Linked DNA regions of Sus scrofa: region 1 is linked to region 2. A link is a contact called in public HiChIP or PLAC-seq data. All regions are on one chromosome and are shown on one strand. The core of a region is the stretch at or near the end of the contact, and the rest is flanking DNA. Distances in the headings are between cores, read along the strand shown.

Evidence for each region. HiChIP or PLAC-seq counts read pairs in DNA pulled down with a chosen protein or histone mark.
Region 1: an H3K27ac HiChIP or PLAC-seq map of alveolar macrophages shows a contact between it and region 2. The contact joins the promoter of ARRDC2 here to the enhancer-like site in region 2. A contact is called at or near these places in 1 of 5 promoter capture datasets (liver), 6 of 47 Hi-C or Micro-C datasets (alveolar macrophages, blood, embryonic fibroblasts and 3 more) and 1 of 2 datasets of contacts at active chromatin or transcription factors (alveolar macrophages).

The regions. Positions count from the first base shown.
Region 1 is chr2:59,777,170-59,779,869 of Sscrofa11.1, forward strand. It overlaps ARRDC2 (arrestin domain-containing protein 2), which reads right to left and starts at 1,331. Exons shown (of 8, transcript XM_003123504.4): 1 at 728-1,331. The coding sequence starts at 986.
Region 2 is chr2:59,675,028-59,677,727 of Sscrofa11.1, forward strand. It overlaps MAST3 (microtubule-associated serine/threonine-protein kinase 3), which reads right to left. Exons shown (of 28, transcript XM_021083495.1): 12 at 629-693; 13 at 119-204. Among named protein-coding and RNA genes, the nearest start is that of MAST3, 23 kb to the right of the region's middle. Within about 2 kb of position 1,299, at least 12 of the 83 cell types and tissues checked have an H3K27ac peak or open chromatin away from gene starts, as enhancers often do. A contact at or near this core is called in alveolar macrophages, where this site is marked.

The DNA of each region.
Region 1 (2,700 bases), core at 81-2,580, 100 kb after region 2:
AGGTGGTCAGGGCAGCCCAGAGAGTCTAGCATCTTCCTCAGCCACACAGTACCATATTGTGACACAGACTTACTCCTTCTGTGGCCCCTGTTCTGCTCCTGACTGGCTGTACAGCCTGAGGGTTGGGATCTCAGGTTCAGGGCAAGGGAAGGCCATGTCCAAGACCTAAGACTGCCAGCCCAAGTCTCCTCCCTGCCTAGGATACAGTCCTACCCTCTCATGTGCAAACACCACCAGAACCCCCAACCCTGTGAAGAGCCCTTCCTTCAAACACTGGGAAAGAGCACTGACAGTACATGAGACAGGGCCCTTCTTTGGGAATCAGAGGTCCCAGGCCTGGGGCTAACGTGGCATCTTGTGATCCAGAAAGGATTTCCCAGCTCCACCCAGGGATTCACCCAGACTCCCATTTAGTGCGTGTGTGGTGGAGGGTGAGGGGGTGGGGTGTCTCCACTGCAAACCTCTAAGTCGAGGTTGTCCGGCTCTGAATGGGGTGCACCCAGATCCTGGGAGGGATTCCTGGGAAAGAGGGTTTAGGAAGTGGGTAGGTGCGTGGATGTCCCGGTAGGAAGGTCCACACCCCGGGGAAGAGGTCTCCACTTCATGAGGAGGATCACCCAACTGCACAGCCTCTAAGTCGAAAGGCTGGCTCCGGAGAGGGGGGCCCACTCCTCGGAAGAAGGTCCCGGGGTATCTTGGCTTGGGGGTGGGGGTTGGAGGGGCTCACCTCGGAGGAGCAGCTGCCGCCGCCGCAAGTACGTCTCGGCAGCCGCGTAGTCGCTGGACACGGCGTTTATACCCACGCTTCGGCCCTCGAGCCAGTGCGTGGCCGCCCAGCCGCGGGCCGCCACCTCGAGCGCTCGCACCCGCAGCGGCGCGGCCGCCTCCAGCAGCACCCGGCCGCACAGCCGCTCCCCGCCGCGGTACGCGCCGCCCGGGCCCCGCGCCAGCTCCAGAACGAAGCTGCGCACGCCCCCCGGGCGCATGGCGCGGGCCGGGGCCCACGGCGGGGAGGACGCGCCCGGCGGGGGCCCGTCGGGCCCGCGGAGGCCGGGCGCGCCGCTGGGGAGCGTCTGCAGGCCTCCCAGGTCTCAGCGCTGGTCCTTGCCGCCGCCGCCTCCGGGTGCCCCCCAAGCTTTCTCCTCCTTCTACGAACTTGTGCGGGCGCCGCCGGCCGGCGCGGAGTTGGCTGACTTCCTGATTCTCCGCGTCCGCCTCGTGACGCGCCCGGGCCTCAGGGGACCTGCCGCCGGCGTGCTGGCGCGGCTGACTTTGCTACCCCTCAGCGCCGGGCGGGCCCTGCTTTCGCAGGGTAGGCGCTGTTGAGTCAGAGGCGGGCGGGGGCGGATGTGGATGGCGTGGTGCTACCCGGCTGTCTTGTGTTCTCATTCGTCCCCTACCCGGCACCTTTGGACCGGGCGCCGCCCCAGCCTCCTCCCTGGTCTCCCTGCCACCATCTGGTTGTTCCCCAGACACACCAAACTCGGATCTTGGCTCTTGGCCTTTGCACTGGTTGTTTTGTTACTTGGAACGCCCTTCTCCAATGTACCCACCCTCGCCCAAATGTCACCTCCTCAGAGTCATGCTATGGGCTTATTTCTTTATGATTCTGGTCGCTGTGTTTGCAACTGCTGTGTGTTTACTGTGCTTCCTCCATCAGCCTGAGTGCTCCCAGGGGTGAGCCTTGTGCCCTATTCTCTGGCACCTGATCTTACAGAAGAAACTGAGGCTCCCAGAAGGGCAACCACTGGCCAGAAGCACCCAGCGGTGGCACAGTCTGGCTTGAACCCATGTCTGACCACTCACCACTGACACCTCCCCAGACACTCTTACTCTTGGGCCCATCCTATCATCCCCAAACAGATGGCCCCTGGCCTTATCAGAGGCTGCCAGCGCCTGGGCTCTCAGCTGGGCCCAGATTAGCCTCCCTCTCCACCCAGGGCCCAGCATCTGCCAAGTGCCTGGCACCCCAACCCGACTCCAGCATTCTGAGCCCAAGGCCTGAGGGGACCTGATTCTACTTGTTTGGAAACTTCCTCTCCATCCTACCCCAGGAGGTCCTCTCTCACCCCAGGATCACACCACTCTTCTCCCCATGGAGAGCCCTCCACCAATTCCTCTTGACCTGTAGAACCCCCAATTTAATCCCTGGCTCCCCATCTCCCTCATTCGGTAAGTGGCTTCACTTCTCTGAGTCTCCCGGTCCAATTATGGTCAGGTCCTGAAGACTGGATGGCCCTCCTTACTCATGTACTTACTGGAGCCTGGCTCATAGTGGGTGCTCCAGCAAAGCCAGATGGAAGGACCTCCCGATTATCTGCTGCCTCCTGCAGGCCAGGCCATGCCCTCCACTTATTTATTTATTTACTCATATTTTTTAGGGCCACACCCACGACATATGGAAGTTCCATATGGAGTCAAATTGGAGCTGCATCTGCCAGCCTATATACCACAGCCACAGCCACAGCAATGCCAGATCTGAGCTGTGGCTGCAACCTATGACGTGGCAATGCTGGATCCTTAACCCACTGAGCAAGGCCTGGGATTGAACCTGCATCCTCAGGGATGCTATTTGGGTTCTTAACCTACTAAGCCACAGGAAGAACTCCTGGGCCATGCCCTCTGGAGGGGCCTCCTACTGGGGCCAGGTGGGACTGATGTAGATGTCCTCAGGGAGTTGTCCCTGACTGAACTCAGGTC
Region 2 (2,700 bases), core at 49-2,548:
GGGTGTCTCCACTTCTCTCTGCAGGCCTCACTTTCCTTGTCTGCACCCTCAGGGCCCGCATGGGCTTCAGCTCTCTGTGCATCTGAGAAATGGGTCCACAGGGGACCCGAGGACTCACCCATAAGCTCCATTGCTAATCAGTTTGATAGTCTCAAAGTCACTCTCACATGGTTTCCTCCGTGAAGGGCCGACCAGGGCACGACTCTGGGGGGCGAGAGGGTGAGTCAGGGTGCTGCCCCACTTCAGGGCAGGGCAGGCTGGGTTTGTCCTGCCCCCAAGTTCCACTGGTCCTGGCACTGGCCCTGGCACCTGACGCTCCTTCCTCTCCTGTATAAACTTATTAAACTCAGCTTCCAAGTTTCTGAAGTTTTGGTCAAGCAGTGTGTGCTCTCCTTCCAGAAAACTCCTATACATCCTGCAAAACCCCCCTTCCAGTGCCCCCCTCCAACTCTTCCCTGTCCAATCTCCAAGAGGACAGAGCACTCTCACTTGCCCCCACTTCCCCCCAAAGTCATAGGCATTTATTAAGCACCTACTACATGCAAAACTTCAACAAAGAGCAAAGGCAGCCCCTTGTTTACCATCTAAAGATCTAGACAGGTGGGGGCGCTAAAGCTCTTCAACTTACCTCTGGGGACTCGGGTGCTGGGGGCTGCCCTCCACTGTCATCAAGGTGACTCAGAGGCACCATCTCTGTAAGATGAGGGAGGAGCCTCAAATGGGGTTTCTGAGCCCTGCCTCACCATCACCCAGAGACTTCCTGAGGCCTTCAAGACTCATCCTGGGCTGGGGCTTGATTAGCTCCCATGATACTGTCCCTGAGCCCCTCCTGTGTCCAGGTCTTGGTCTAAACCAGGAGGCTGGACTGAGTGACGACTGAGGAATCTTCTAGAAGGGCCAGTGGGAAGCCTAGGATAGGACTGCTCAGTCTTCATCCAACCCTGGCTCCAAGCCTTGGGCCCATGAACACCAGCTGTGACATGGCCCTACGGGTGACAGCTCCTAACATCCTCCTCAGTTCAGGGCACGGCCAGGGGCAGCCCCTTTGGTTTCCAGCCCCAGGGCTTGGCAGAGGGGGTGGCTAAGAGTGAGAGTGAGCAGTTGGCGAATGTCAGCAGTGATGGTGGCAATGAAGACAGTGTCCTGTGGTGACAGAGTGAGGCTGGGATGGGGCAGTGAGCCTCAGGGTGAGGGAGGGCCAGGTTCAGATGCAGCCCCACCTGCTCTTGGTGGCCCCCACCCCCACACAGTGCTGGGGAGATGATCTGCTGCCACCTGCCTGCCTGGCCACTTCCTGCTTCCGCTGACACCCGGGCCCACCCACAGTACCAATTGCGCCATCTTCGTCAGACAGGCCGGAGGATGGCTGTGGCCACACAGCCAGTCCATGGGCGATGTGGTCTCAGGCACATCTGGGCTTGAACCTCAGCTCAACCTCATCTACCTGGAGCCTCAGTCTCTCCAGGTTTGTTTTTTTTTTTTTTTTTGGCTTTTTAGGGCCACACCCATGGCATATGAACATTCCCAGGCTAGGGATAAAATTGGAGCTACAGCTGCTGGCCTATGCCACAGCCACATCAGATCCCAGCCGCGTCTGTGACCTACACCACAGCTCATGGCAATGCCAGATCCTTAACCCACTGAGCGAGGCCAGGATTAAACTCGCAACCTCATGGTTCTTAGTCTGACTTGTTTCTGCTGCGCCACGATGGGAACTCCTCCAGACTTTTTATTTTAATGGCTGCACCTGCAGCATATGGAATTTCCCAGGTAGGGGTCGAATCGGAGCTGCAAATGCCAGCCTGTGCCACAGTCATGGCAATGCCAGATCTGAGCTGCATCTGTGACCTATGCGGAAGCTTGGTAGGATCCTTGCAATGCTGGATCCTTAACCCACTGATCGAGAGGCTAGCGTTCAAACTCACATCCTCATGGATACTAGTTGGGTTCTTAACCCAATGAACCACACTGGGAACTCCAGCCTCTCCAGCTTTGAATGAGGACAATGACAGCCCAGTCCCAGGGTTAGCATAGCCTATGATACTGACCCCATTGCCTCCCCCGGCTGCCCTCCTTCCTCAGCCACACACCTTCCTTGCTGCTCTTCCAACACACCAGGCACAGAACCACCTCAGGACCTCTGCCTTTGCCATTATCCCTGCCTGGCTCACCTTCTCTCTCCCCCAGATCTGCGCCTGGTCACCTCTCCACTTTCTGGCCACAGCCTGAACATCTTCTCTTCCCAGAGCTTCCTTAACCAGCCCTGAACCAGGCCAGCTTCAAGTTCAATGCTCTCCCTAGCACCATGTCCCAGCTGTCTTGACCACCTAGATAGTGCCCATGGCTTGCCTTGTCTGACTCTGGGTCCCAGTCAGATGAAACTGGGAAAGGGTTCGTGGTCCCCTAGTCCCCTGGCTCAACTCAACTTAATTTAGTTTTTTTTTTTTTTTTTTTTTTTTTTTCCTTTTTAGGGCCATAACTGCAGCACATGGAGGGTCCCAGGCTAGGGGTCAAATCAGAGTTGTAGTCACTGGCCTATGTCACAGTCGCAACAATGTCAGATTTGAGCCGCATCTGTGACCTACACCATAGCTCAAGGCTACGCCAGATCTTTAACCCACTGAGCGAGGCCAGGGATCGAACCCACAACCTCATGGTTCCTAGTCGGATTCATTTCCGCTGCACCATAAAGGGAACTCC